4 separate regions of the Mus musculus genome follow, and regions 2, 3 and 4 are each linked to region 1. A link is a contact called in public Hi-C and promoter capture Hi-C data. All regions are on one chromosome and are shown on one strand. The core of a region is the stretch at or near the end of the contact, and the rest is flanking DNA. Distances in the headings are between cores, read along the strand shown.

Region 1 (3,472 bases), core at 354-2,853:
TAACAGTTGAAAGAGAGCTCTCTGCCAGAGAGGGGAAACCCACCCTTAGTGAAAAGGAAAAGATGCCCATCCCGCACTTTATAAATAGCTGCCAATTTATTAATGAGCTGCTGGGTTTGGCTAGAATTTTAAAGATGTTTTCCAGCATTTTCAAAGAGGCAATAAGTTAACTGGATACAAACAGATGCAAACAGCATGCTGAACCACAACTAGTTAAATTCTGGAAAATGCTAAGACGACCTGAGGAACGTTTGGAGTGGCGAAGAAATTCATCTTAGAGTTTCCAAAGAAAGATTTTAACTCTAAAGACAGTTTAATTAGGAATCTTCTGTCCGTTTCTAGTGATTGTAGAAAGAGGTAGGAAAAGAGAGAAAAGTGGCGTGCCGGTAAGAAAGTTTTATTTGTTTGTTTGATTTCATTCACCTAAGGAGATTTGTGCAACGGTCCTGGGTTGCGGATGAGAAATGGCAATGTGTGACAAGGGTTGTGGGAACGTGTGCTCACGCTTGACTAGGGCTGGGCTCACCGAGAGGGAAGGGCTGAGCTGGCTCAGGGGAGGAAGGAGGCGGAGGGAACACAGTATAAAAGTCTCCAGCCTAACAGAGTGCCCGTCACTCGAGCCACTTGGGGAAGGCAGGAGCCAGAGCCACGCTGGACCCAGTTCTCTCTAGCCTCGTTGGCAAGGATCCCGCGCTCTCCAGATATATCACCCAGCCGTTCTGCTCGCCAGCCGCACCACTTGCAAGGCATGAGTCGCTCCCGGGAGCCCGAGGCTGGAGCGCGGTCATGAGGCGGTGGCGCTGTTGCAGCGGCTGCGTTTCGGCAGCCCCCAAGTCCCCTCCAGGCGCAGCACCCCCAGGATGAGCCCCCAGACTCGAGTCTACCAAGCTGAGAGTCACCCAGCATCCCACTGACGTCCGAGCGCCTTCGCAGCGCACACCGTGTTCTTCGCAGCCTCCCACGCGACACCTGCGCACTTAAGTAGACGCGCGCGGATTGAATCCAACTCACCCGCCTTTCCGACGCTCCAGGGCGCTGTAGGCGCACGGTCTGCTGCACCCAGTGATCAGCCAGCCCAGAGCCCCGCAGCTAGTGTCAAGACCCTTCCGGACCGACAGACACCGTGTCACCCCACCCCCTACCCCCCAAACTCGCTGCTCAAGGTCAGGGTGCGTGGTGGGGTCGCAGACACCTGGTTTGTCTGGCCCCTCCGTTCTCCACTCCTATAACTCCAGCTCTACTTTGCCCATAAACTTTTCTCAGGTGGCCTGGGCGACCCCCACTCGCCCGCAGCCCCAAGCACTAGAGCGAGCAGAGGGCTAGTTCCTTTGCCACAGCGACCTCGGCAGCAAGCACTTAGCACAGCCGAGAAGGCGGACGCAGGCGCCGGCGGGGCGCCCCCAGTTATCCTCAAACGGTGACAACCTCGGTGACCCGGAGCCAGCCCATCCGGGGACTGAGCGAGCGGGGCGACGAAGCTAGAGGTCCCAAGGAACTTGGAGTGAGGAAGGTGGTGGCCCCGAGGGTGAGTGGCTCCCGGCAGCGGGGGCGGGGGAGCCGAGAGTGGAGGTAACTCCGGGCGGCCTCTGAAGCCCTCCTCCTCCTTCTCCTCCTCCGCCTCTAACCCCGCGCTCCTCTGGCGGCCGCTCCCGCTCCAGCTGCGGCACCGCGGCCACATCTGGGGAGCCCATGTGCGCTCGGGGGCTCGGCTGCGCCCGCCCCGCCGCCGCCCCCGCAGTTCCCTGCCCGAAGGGTGGACCCTGGCCGGGCCTGGGTCGCGGACAGCCCCGGGTCCCCATCGCCGCCGCCGGACAGCTCCTGGGATTGCTCCGCCACCGGCTTGGACGTCCCCGGCCCCGCGGTGGCTCCGCTGTGGTGTGGCGGCGGCGTTGGCGGCTGCTCCTGTTCCCCGGGCCCCGTGCGCTCGGCCGAGCCCAGAGCCAGCCCTGCCGGCCCGGGGAGCGGGGCCCCGGTGGGGGCCGAGGCGGGAGCCGCTCAGTCGAGCTCGGGGGCTCCGACTCCTCCTCCCCCGGCGGCGGCGCCGCCGCCGCCGCCGCCAGTCGCGCGGGGTCCTAAAGCCGCGCGACTCAAGAGGATGGTGCGCCTGGCTGCGGAACTGCTCCTGCTGCTGGGGCTACTGCTGCTCACGCTGCACATCACGGTTCTGCGCGGATCCGGAGCCTCCGACCGGCAGGACGCGGCCGCCGGCAACGTCAGCGGGTCCCAGTTGCAGGTGAGTGCGCCGCCGGAGGGGGCGTGCGTGGTTGAACGAAGCTGGGTGGCCCGCAAGGTACTAAGCAAGAGAGCTTGGTACATTGCAGAAGGCGGGTCCTCCGTTCCACCAAGGAGCACTTTTGCCTAGGCAACCGGGTTTAAGCAGAAAAGTTTGGACTAGGGGATCGGGCGGAAGGTGGGTGGGTGGAAGGGTTATGTGTAGAGGCCAGGCCTGCTTCAAAGTTTACCTAGAGAAAGCCTCAGATCTGTCACAGGTTTGGCACCAGGAAGAAGTCTTAGGCTTGGGAGGCATAAGCTGGCTGGAGGATGCTTTTGATGCTGAGTACTGCCAGAGACTTAGAAGTTTGTCTTGAGGCAAGAGAGACTGAGGTGAGGCGACATAAAGAGGCCTTATAAGATAAATCTCCAAGCTATATTTAGGAGAAAGTATTCTGTTGGGTGTGCAAGCAGTGTCAGAGGTCAAGACATTATTTCTGGAGACTAGCCAGACACCCCACCTTTGCCTGAGTGATTCCTTCACCTCTTATGCCCCTATGTACCAGGCAAAGGGCCATAGTCAAGGCACCTGTAGGAATTTGGTCTGGAGTTACTTGGGACTTTTAAACTTCTTCCCGGTGAACATCTGCTTTGAAGGTTCTTTTAGTAACAGGATTCTGTTTCGGCTCCAGGGGGAGAGATGAGGCCAGGGGGCATATATTAGGTCTTGAGATGCCAAATGAATATTGCTGAGTAAAGGTTGCCCACATGGGCTTTTCTATTATGACTTTGGAAAGCCTGCCTCATGGTTTTAGAGGTAGAGCATGCATTAAACCAGAACTAGTAGAAGTGAGCTGGGATTTTCTTCAGGGAACAGCCAGGATTCTACACTCTCTAAAGAAACCAAGCCAGGCCCTACTAAAACTAGTCACTGTGCAATGTTGAGATTTTTACATCTTTGTGCCATTAAAAGACTAATAACCTGTTGCTGAAAAGAGCGTTTATTTAAACACGTCTACATCAGGTGTTTACCACGATACTGTTTTAAGAGTGTTGCAGGGGCTAACTCATTTAATCTCATCCTAACCCTCATTACAAGATTGTTAATCTCTCTGCCTTACAGATTGCGAAACTGAGGCACCGAGTGATTAAGAAACTTGTTAGAATTCACACATTCCCACCTGTTGGTTAATTATATCAAGCTTGCTGTCTGCCAGACTAAAGCAAGGTGACCCTTACAAATGCAAACCAGGCCTGCAAA
Region 2 (3,472 bases), core at 471-2,970, 510 kb after region 1:
TATGGTCAGAACCTGAGAAGAATACTTGAGGTTAACCTCAAGTCTCCACATTCACATGTGTGCAAGCTTGCATAGACGCACGCACGCACACACACACACACACACACACACACACACACACACACACACACACTGTGTGTGTGTGTGTGTGTGTGTTATAAATAGATCTAAGCTATGTTGTAACATTGTACTCTTAGGATAACAATGGATGGTTGGACTAATACTCTCCTACCTTGGGCCTGGAATTAAACCCAAGGTTTTGGGTGTGAAAGACAAACATTCTGCCACTTAGCTATATTCTTCTCTGTGTGTTTATAGATGTTAAGATTCTTCTGTTTAACAATTATGGATTCAAGACACCCAAGTGGAAATTAGATGTATTGTCTTAAGTGTCTTTTTATTTCCAAGTTTCTAGTTTGCTAAAACTCTTTTGCTGTTGCACATGAGACAATAGACAGGGTGAGCAGGAAACACAATATGTAGGAGGTTTCTTATGTATAGGTTTAGAAAGTTTTGCTTGTTTCCCATCGCCTTAGGTGATGTTGGATATACTATCTGCATATTAGAATAGGCAAAACCCAAACATTGCCAACACTGACTACTGGCAAGTATAGAGCAACTTAGTCTTCTTATTCATTGCTGGTGGGACTACAGAATGGTGGAGGCACTTTAAAAGACTATTTGATGATTTCCTGAAACTTGAGCATACTTTGTTAGGATCCAAGATTTATAGGCCTTGCTATTTATTTACCCAAAGAAATGAAAACTTATATCCATGCAAAAACATGACAATGAATAATATATTACTGTTTCAAAAATATTTTAGACTTGCTTTTTATGTATGTGAGTATTTTGCGTGCAAGTATGTATTTGCACTACATGTATGTTTCATGCCCATGGAGGCCAGAACCAGATGTAGGATCCCCTGGAATTGGAGTTATACATGGTTGTGGCTGCTAGCCATGCCGAATACCGAATTCAGTTTTTGCAAAAGCAGCAAGTGCTGTTAACTGCTGCAGCTGTGTTAATAATTGCTAAAACTTTTAAGCAACTAAGATATTGCCTTAGGGTCTGTTGCTGTGATGAAAAAGTCATGACCAAAGCAACTCGGGGAGGAAAGGCTTCATTTCACTCACGGTTCCATAGAACAGCTCATCATCAAAAGCAGAGGGCAGGAACTCAACCAGGGCAGGAACCTTGAGGCAGGAGCTGATGCAGAAGTCATAGAGGGTACTGCTTACTGGCTTGCTCTCCCTAGCTTGCTCAGCTTGCTTTCTTATAGAACCTAGGACCAACAGTCTAATGGATGGCACCACCTGCCATGGACCGACCTCAGTTGGCCCCCCTCAATCTGCGGGAAAAATCAGGGTTCCGGACAGGTGGGCAGGAGTCAGAGAGAAAAGGGTGACAAACAGATAAGGACACAAGGGACTGTGGTATCTGAATGTAATTTCTCAAAGTGAGCACCAGTCTTATAATACAGAAGAAAAACCAGAAAGCTAGGCGAATACATCTGCCAAGGTACATTGATGCATAATGGTTCTTTACACAAAACAAAGAAAATGCATACATAAAAAGCTAGGGGGAGCCAGGCTGTGTTTGCAACTGAGATAGGAACAGCCTTTAATTAAGATCAGCTAAACTCAGGAGCCAGGTGAGTGGTCTGATGCAATGCTAGTCTATTGTTAAACCCACCACCAGGGGTCCCTTAGGAAATACCTGATTGTGCTATTCCTCTGGGCCTAGTGAAAAACATGCACCAGGAGAATTCAGTTCTACTAACCCTTACATGAATAGTACTTCAGTTTCTCCTAAAACCGCAACCCACCTCCTTCCTAGGCCATTGTAAATTCCTGTGTATGGGAGTGACTCGACTGTTGTTCTAAGTATTTACTATGCAGACTAGCCCTGAGATTACTAGTTCTATTCAAGTAAATTGTAATGCCTGTTTTCTTTCACTGTCTCCCTTACAATACTAGAGGTAGTTCTGAATGCTACTGAATAGGTTATATTCTTACTGAATTCCAAGCCCAGGGTCGGCTCAAGGACTGCCTAGGACATTGGAACACTGGTGGAGGTTAATCTAACTTAGCTATATGTCAAAATCAATCCTTAGAGGCACTTATAATAAAACAATATTGAGGGAAAGCACACAGATCCGTTCACCCAATTAATGTGGGGACAGGTTTGGAGGATGTGTGCTGTGGGAATGCCAAGGTTCCAGGAGACTAAGTTTCCATGAACTTTTCGCCTCAGGACTGCTTCCATGTTTCTAGGCCTGTCATGTGAGTCACTACTGGATGTAGCAACCACTCATAATGCCCAGGGCCTTACCTCAGAATCACTAATTAAGAAAATGCCCTATCCCCCAATGGAGGAGCTAGAGAAATTACCCAAGGAGCTAAAGGGAACAGCAACCCTATAGGTGGAACAACAATATGAACTAACCAGTACCCCAGAGCTCTTGACTCTAGCTGCATATGTATCAAAAGATGGCCTAGTCGGCCATCACTGCAAAGAGAGGCCCATTGGACTTGCAAACTTTATATGCCATAGTACAGGGGAACGCCAGGGCCAAAAAGGGGGAGTGGGTGGGTAGGGGATTGGGGGGGTGGGTATGGGGGACTTTTGGGATAGCATTGAAAATGTAAACAAGGAAAATACCTAATTAAAAAAAAAAAAAAAAAGAAAATGCCCTATAAGTTTGCAATAGCCTGATCTTATGGAGCTATTTTTTTAAAGGTCACAAACTTTTATTTTAGTTTTTGCATAATTATCGGATATTAGTAGAACTCAAACAAAATCTGGAAAAGTGAAAATGAATTCACTGCATTAAAAATTCGCTTTTGTGGAATATTTCTTATATTTCATTATTCTTGTAAGCAGCACAGTAGACACTTTCTTTTTAAATGTATTTTTTCTTTGTTAAAAACAATTTTTTATTAGATATTTTCTTCATTTACATTTCAAATGCTATCCCAAAAGTCTCCTATACCCTACCCCCAGCCTGCTCCCCAACCCACCCACTCCTGATTCCTGGCCCTGGCATTCCCCTGTACTGGGGCATATGATCTTTGCAAGACCAAGGGCCTCTCCATGGAGCTATTTTCTTAATTGACTTCCTTCTCTCAGATGATTTTAGATTGTGTCAAGTTGACATAAAACTATCCAGCATGGATGTCTTTTAGTTCTAAGGTATTGAATTGTGGTACATCTTGACAATGGAATTACTTAGCACTAAAAAGCAATAAGCTGTCAAAACATGAAAAGAATGCAGGAAACTCAGACACATTACCATATAAAAGATTATTCAAAAAATATGTGTATGCTGATTGCAGCTATGCCATTCTGAAAAAGGCAAAAGAGTATAAAAAGATCAGAGTTGTGGAAGTATAGAAAACAATGTAATTTCAGATTTCAAAGTTTAGTACCTGTTTTGGTTTGTCCTACTGATAATTATACTAATTAAGGT
Region 3 (3,472 bases), core at 544-3,043, 390 kb after region 1:
TATAATCAAAACAGGTGTCTGGAGATGAAGACCTTTCTTATCTGCAGGATTCAATGTGCTGTGATCATTCTGGAAAGTGTCTGTTGAGTTCTCCAAACATAACCACCCAGAAGTTCCACTTCTATATACATAACCAAAAAAACAAAAAGATCAAATATAAAACTAAAATCAAATATCCACACAAAAAGTTACAAATATGATGTGTACAGAATTATTCCAAAATAACCCGAAGGACCAAACAATCCAACTGCATATCCATAAAAAGGAACGGGGGAGGTACATCCATCAGTGGTAGGATGCTCACCCAGCATGTGTGCGGGTCCATCCCCAGAATCAATGGGGGGGGGGGTAACATAAACACAAAGGAATGAGGCATTATTACATAGCTATGGACAAATCTTGAAAACATTATGCTCACTGAAAGAAGCTAGACACAAAAGGACACCTGTTACATACTTCTATTTACTTAAACCGTACAAAACAGAAAGATACATACTAAACCATGGATCAGAAGTTGGGGGAAACTGGAGAAGGGTAAGTAACTGTACTGGGCACAAGATATCTGGGGAAGGTGATAAAAATTGGTCTGGAACTAGACAGCAACGACATACATACAACTTTTGAATCCTTAAAATGAGAGAGGGGGAGAGAGAAGCTTACAATTTAAGAGGATTTTGGTACTGTGTTGATTACACCTCAATAAGAAAAAAAATAAAATAACCAGGGTTGGAAAGACAGCTCGGCAATAAAGAGCACTTGCTTCTAGCGGACCTGAGTAAGTTCCTAGCACCACTCGCTGGCTTACATCCATCCTTGATTCCCCCAGATGCCCTCTACTGGCCTGCACGGATATGCCCATGCTCGCGGTGCAGACATTATGATGCAAGCAGTCACACACATAAACTAAAATAACCCTCTCCCCTCCCCCAAAAAAAGGCAAAACCAATCTATCCGTGCAATGAATGCAACATATACAAAACTGCAATTTCTAGTTTTAACCATATTATACACATACACTTGTCGGTGACATCTACAACACCTAAGAAATTATAAAGCACAAAATCCTTAGTGGCGGCAACTATGTTAATCTCTTGTTCTGCAATTCCCAAGCATTTTCTAATAACCACGGCCACTGCTTCTAATAACCAAACGCCTGAGTGCGTAAGATAAACTCCCTTAGCTTGTTATTCAAAGAAAGGTCTTGGTTCAATGGCCCCCAATAAACCTTCCCTTCCTCTCCTCGGTATAATTAAGTTGAACTCGGAGGAATCCCTATGCCTTCTACTTCAAAACACCTCCAGTTTACAGCTACTCGCCCGCCTCTCCAGCATCTTCACTGACTCAGTCCTAGCCACCTCTACACTGACTGGATGCTACATGTCCCTCGGGACGCTAACCCGGGCTCTAACAGACTCAGGGAAGCTCTGACCCCACCGCGACATCTGTCTGTGACACATCCCGGGCCCGCTGTGGACCTGGGACACGTGAGTTCCCTGTAGCCTGGGACTGCACAGCGCGCGAAGAGCTCCGAGAACTCCGCAGCCAAGGGAACTGGCGGCCCCCACGCGTGACCACAACTCCGGGCCGGGGAATCCGTGGGGCCCTGCGCCGGGCCGGACAGGTGGCGCCGTGAGAGCCGTCCCGAGCGGTGGCGTGAGGACGCCACGCGGGCCTGCCGGACCATACGGAGACCGAGGCTAGGCAGCGGCGACGCGGACAGCGTCAGAACGAGGGACACTCACCCGCGTCAGCGCAGAGCACTCACACACAGGAAGTAGTCGTTCGCCCGTTGCCAGGGTGAGGAAGCGGGAGTGGCGTAAAGCCTTTCCATTGGTCGACGTGCACACGTGGCCGGAAGCAGACGCCCCGCGAGCCTGAGTCCTAATCGCCTAGGCTATAGCGTCTCTCTCTTTAAGCGTTTGAGCTGAGACACTCCGCGGTTATTTCTGGCTTCTGATATCTGAGGGTTTTTTAAAATATGTATTTATTGGCCTATTGGGGGTTTGTTTGTTGTCATAGCTATACAATCGCCGTTGCCCACCTTGCTTTCATTGTGCTCGGTAATTAGCTTTGAGGATGTGTCTACCTGTTACCCACGAAGTTGACTGACGAGCGGGTTGCACGTTATGAAAATAGTAGCCATCATTGATGAGGGCGTTGCAGAAGAACCCTTCCCTCATCCATGTAGCCTTGACCCCTATGGAAAAGCAGGATTCAACCTAGGTTTTGTTTAAGTGGGAGTCAGAAAAGGTAGTTAGTCTTTAACTGTCCAAGATCAAAGACCAAGAGCCAGTAGCAATCCTTGTAACTAGTATCAAGAATGGTTTGACAGCCTGTTTGTGGGGAGCAGAGATTAGAAGGAATAGAACACTGCAGGTTAGGTATCAGTCGTCTGAGATACTTGAGAAGTATTTGGGAATTTTCTTTTCTTCAAATTTTGAAATACTTGCTTATACATAATAAAACGTCCTGGGTGATAGGTTATTTCTCCAACGGTGAAATGAGCCAATTCAAACCAATTAAGATTATATTAAAGGCAGAATATTGGGAAGTTGCTTTCAGGGGAGTTCACTGGCCCCAAGGATTGAGGCCAGGGGAGCATTGGAGGTGAGAGAAGAGAAGGAAAACAAGGGAGACCAAAATATCTTGATTATAGAGGGAAGAGCCTCTGGGGGAAGGGCAGCTCGGCCGCTGGACTGGAAAGTTCAGGGTTGGGGCAGGGTTCGCCAAGAAGGGACTGAGGGATGCTGAGTGAAACTGAAGTTCAGGTGTGCTTTGGTATGTAAAATATGCGCCTCAGTCCCTTGTCCCTGGTCCCAAACCAAAGCAGTGGATGAGACTCCAGTTGCAAAAATACTCAGCTGTATTTCATGCAGACCTTATACACAGAGACTAAAGGTAATTTTGTAACGCATTTTTAAATAGTTTTGTGCACAGTGTGGGAGCAGCTGAGGTTTTGGATTTTTAGATGAGATGTTTCAGCATGTATTTTCACATGTATCCTATGTGAGGTCTCAGACCAGCAGTTTAGAATTACCTAAACTCTTACTTAAAAATGCAAATTCTTAGAATCCACCTAAATGAATGTTTGTTGTTTTGTTTTGTTTTGTTTTTTCCGAGACAGTGTTTCTCTGTATAGCCCTAGTGGTCCTGGAACTCACTTTGTAGACCAGGCTGGCCTCAAACTCATATCCGCTTATCTCTCTGCCTCCCTAAAGGCTGGTCTTTTAACAAGCCCTTTGGGTAAATGTAACGCACCTAAAGCATTACTGGATTGTGGAATTTCTTGGTTTAATCTTAGCGGTGGAGCAGGAAGGGTGATAAGCCCGACGCCCCAGAAGAGGAGAGCAACCAATAACGGGGCTTTTAGATGATCAAGAACGAAGTGCAAGAAGGCAGTTTGAGGATGAGGAGTTTAGTGATTTTTATCCTGTCATCCCTAGATTAAAATATGTGAATTGAAAAAAAAATT
Region 4 (3,472 bases), core at 375-2,874, 300 kb before region 1:
ATTACAGACACAGCTAGTGGGAGCGCACGTCCTCCTCCTTCCTCAGTGGAATGCAGGAGACAAGTGTAGACAGAGGGAACTGAGGAAGGAGGGCATTTCTGAAAATAATGAGCTCAGAGACACTACTTCCTTTTATCATAAGCAATGAGTTCACTCTTGTGGATAGAGCTAGAGCTTAAAACTAGAATCAAACCTGCCTAGAGCCAATCCGTACCCTTGCCATCTGTATAGCCAGGGGCAGGCCACCCAAGCCAAGTTAATTATCTCATGTGTAAGGTGGAGTTGTAAAGCACCTTCAAAGATAGCTCTGTGAGAATTAAACAAGATACTTTATAAACGATACCTATTTTCCTGGCCTTTAATAAGTATTTCATGGGTATTAATTTGTACCGAATCCACAGTATTGTATTGACCTTCACGTTTGTTTGGTGAGATTGTAAACTTCAAGTTTATTGGAATTAAAATGTTCTAGTTCCTTTTGGAATTATGAAGATATTGGTTTTATTTTTTTTCAAAATGATAAGGGCAGGAGGATAGCCCTCTGTTTGTCTTAGGATCAGCTTCCAACTACTCTCAGGTGGCATTTGCATTTACTCTGGTGCTAAATCTACCCAGGAAGCTGGGCAAACAACTGATTTCCTTCAGTTGGATTTTCAATTACACGGGCTGTGCAGTCAGATGTCCAGAGATCCTAGGCTGCCAGGCAGCATTGCCTTTGTTTGGTTAGTTAAAGAAATACTAGTTTGCTTGCCTTTAAAGTCCTCCTTCTTTATATTTCTTTGCTCTCTGGCATTGCCTTTAAATCCCAAATGGCTATCTGTGTTCCTAGGCTATTGTCTATGGTGATGCTAATGTGCCTGAAATGGTAGAATAAGGTGCACCAACTCATTTTATAGAGAATAGTGTTTTAAGGAGAACCATGGCAACAAACATGAGAATTTCTTGGCAACCCACTTATAGGAGAGGGGAGTGTAAGAAAGGGAGGAAAAGAGCTGCAAAGGGCGATTCTAGGCGAGCAATCTCTACTGTTGGAAGCAAAAGAAAGGGATGGGTTTTGGAAGTAGGAGTCAAACCCCATGACCTTCTTGTCTCCTTGAGAACAAAAGCACCTTCCTAGGGTGGTTTTAGTATCAAATGGAAAGTTCTTGCCCCTTTGTTTTCATTGAAAGGCTTATGAATATTAATCGGAAGCAAAATTATTCATTAATGATTTTTATGAGCCATAAATGAATTATCGACAACCAGTAGAGCTAAAGTAATATCACTTTGATAGCTATGTCTGAAAAACAATTAAAGAACTTCAACATCAAATTTAAAAAGAATGAAGAAAAAAGTAGAGAAAAAAATTTAATTGGATATTTTATTTATTTACATTTCAAATGTTATCCCCTTTCCTGGTTTCCCCTCTGCAAATCCCCTACTCCATTCCCCCTCCCCCTGCTTCTATGAGGGTGCCCCACCCATCCACCTACCCACTCACACCTCACCACCTTAGCATTCCTCTTCACTGGGGCATCAAGCCTTCACCAGTTCCTTTATGCTGCTCATCTGTCCATTCACCCTCCTGAAGCACCTTTTTCAGACTGAGCCACAAGGTGGCAGCATAAGCTTAGCCATGTCTGTATTTCCACGTTATGAGCTCCTACTGAATCTCCCTTCTACTTTCCCCCTTTTAGCTCTGCACTGATACACCACTGAGACTGCCAGCAGTAAGTAAATTACAGTGGTTTCACTGAGTTCTAGTAGCTTCCAAGGTGTCTGTGCTGACAGCAGTTTGTGACATCTCCGAAGGAGCTATGCTTCCTTTTTTGGTCCAAAGCCAAGGATGACACTATCTTCTTCTCTACACTATATGCACAGGTGCTTCTAGCTCAAGGGCACAAAATCCACAACAACAGAAATCTCGCAGAAAAAGACAGTAAACCTGAAGCTCTTAAAGGTGGGTTGAGGAGATTCCAGCTAAGAATCATCCAGGGAAAAACCTGACTTTTCACGGGCAATCTTTGTGCCAGGAGAACCTTCCATCCTGGATAAAACAGGCCTATGGTGGCTCAGAGAAGCATGCGTAAAGGTAACTTGTCTTCCAGGAGGAGTTTTGTAGAGATTAAAACATATCTCACCTGGTTATCCCTCTGCATTCCCAGCAAACATGGGCTTAGAACTCAACAACCAGCATGGAGTTTGTTTCCTGTCCCTAAACAGCAAGCAGAGCAGGGATGTTGTAACCAGTTTAGGCTAAGGCGATCTATCCTCTGGACCTGGTAAAAGTCATCTTCTTGGAGCACACTGCTCTTGCCAGCAATCTACAACCCTGGACCAGAATTCTAGGCCTGTTTTGTGAAAAAGCCTAAGGCACTGCTACCTGCCTAGGACTCAGTGGTCAGAAACCCTGCTGTGGCTGCTAAAAGAGCAGCAGTGTGGTAGAGCTTCTGCTAAGCAAAGGCCAGGAAACCACCAACTAACTGCCCTCCTTGCTGCAGGAGGAGGTAAGATAAAATAACACTTGAGAACCTACCCTGGCTCTGGCAACTGAAGTCAATACTGGAGCCCTATGCTCTGAGACCTTCCCAGACTAACAACTTGAGAAAGTGCCTCTTCTGTCTGGGCCTGTTGACTTCAAAGAAGTTTAGTTTGTTTCAGGCTAAGCAGCATCAAACAGCATCAGCCTGACCCAGGCAGGCTCAGGTCCCTGCTTGTCTACTTCAAACTGTGCCCTTGGACCGGCAGCCATAGAGATCCAACCACAGAGGCACCTACATCCATTTTATATGCTCTTTGATAAAGCTTGCCTGTGAGGATAAAACACCTACATACAAGAGTGGGATATCCTGAGGAAAGTGACTTGAGAAGGATGTTAGTTGTGAGGCTATTCATGTCCATGTTTTCAGAATTAGAAAGGAGTCAATAAGTCATTCATTGGGCAAGACTGTGTATACAGAGGGACAAGGTATAAGAATGCTGCCCTAATGTATACACCAATTCTGGGAGGAAGAGAAGGGAGGGCTGAGTAGCTTTTCATTGTAGGTACAATGCTTTTTCTTTTCTTTTTTATGCTGAGCATGAAGGTGTGTCTTAATTATTTTTCTATTGCTGTGTCAGAACACCATGACCAAGGCAACTTATGGAATAAAGACAATATTGGGGCTTAGACTTTCAGAGGCTCAGGCTCAGTACATGACCATCCTAGTCAATAGCATGGCAGCAAGCAGGCGTGGCTCTGGAGCAAGTAGGAGTGAACAGACTTCCTTCCATATGAGCATTAGACATAGAAGGAGAGCTAACTGCAAATAGTCTTGGGTTTTAAAACCACAGAGCCAACTCCTCAGTACACACCTCCTCCAATAAGTCCACACTTTCTAATTCTCCTCAAGCAACTCCACTATCCGGGAACCAAGTATTCAACTGTATGATCCTATAAGTAACATTCACATTTGGACCACTACAAGATACAAACCAGCTCTCAAGGTACTGG

The links. Promoter capture Hi-C pulls out the DNA fragments that hold promoters and counts their contacts. A called contact is a pair of places that touch in the nucleus more often than the background predicts.
Region 2: a contact with region 1 is called in a promoter capture Hi-C map of embryonic stem cells, with 2.8 times the contacts expected there. The contact joins the enhancer-like site here to the promoter of Ism1 in region 1. A contact is called at or near these places in 3 of 39 promoter capture datasets (cranial neural crest, embryonic stem cells and stem cell-derived epiblast-like cells), 1 of 484 Hi-C or Micro-C datasets (embryonic stem cells) and 3 of 115 datasets of contacts at active chromatin or transcription factors (embryonic stem cells and regulatory T cells).
Region 3: a promoter capture Hi-C map of embryonic stem cells shows a contact between it and region 1, with 17 read pairs. The contact joins the promoter of Tasp1 here to the promoter of Ism1 in region 1. A contact is called at or near these places in 4 of 39 promoter capture datasets (cranial neural crest, embryonic stem cells and neural stem cells), 3 of 484 Hi-C or Micro-C datasets (embryonic stem cells and uterus) and 5 of 115 datasets of contacts at active chromatin or transcription factors (cardiomyocytes, embryonic limb bud, embryonic stem cells and 2 more).
Region 4: a contact with region 1 is called in a Hi-C map of cortical neurons, with 4 times the contacts expected there. The contact joins the enhancer-like site here to the promoter of Ism1 in region 1. A contact is called at or near these places in 6 of 39 promoter capture datasets (cranial neural crest, embryonic stem cells, hippocampal neurons and 1 more), 2 of 484 Hi-C or Micro-C datasets (cortical neurons and embryonic stem cells) and 3 of 115 datasets of contacts at active chromatin or transcription factors (embryonic stem cells and stem cell-derived neural progenitor cells).

The regions. Positions count from the first base shown.
Region 1 is chr2:139,676,575-139,680,046 of GRCm38.p6, forward strand. It overlaps Ism1 (isthmin 1, angiogenesis inhibitor), which reads left to right and starts at 1,604. Exons shown (of 6, transcript NM_001276489.1): 1 at 1,604-2,233. The coding sequence starts at 2,096.
Region 2 is chr2:140,184,246-140,187,717 of GRCm38.p6, forward strand. All of the region lies in intron 5 of Ndufaf5 (NADH:ubiquinone oxidoreductase complex assembly factor 5), which reads left to right. Among named protein-coding and RNA genes, the nearest start is that of Ndufaf5, 15 kb to the left of the region's middle. Within about 2 kb of position 1,721, at least 9 of the 459 cell types and tissues checked have an H3K27ac peak or open chromatin away from gene starts, as enhancers often do. A contact at or near this core is called in embryonic stem cells and stem cell-derived epiblast-like cells, where this site is marked.
Region 3 is chr2:140,065,012-140,068,483 of GRCm38.p6, forward strand. It overlaps Tasp1 (taspase, threonine aspartase 1), which reads right to left and starts at 1,794. Exons shown (of 14, transcript NM_001159640.2): 1 at 1,743-1,794.
Region 4 is chr2:139,380,262-139,383,733 of GRCm38.p6, forward strand. No RefSeq gene overlaps it. Among named protein-coding and RNA genes, the nearest start is that of Gm14066, 75 kb to the left of the region's middle. Within about 2 kb of position 1,625, at least 8 of the 459 cell types and tissues checked have an H3K27ac peak or open chromatin away from gene starts, as enhancers often do. A contact at or near this core is called in cortical neurons, where this site is marked.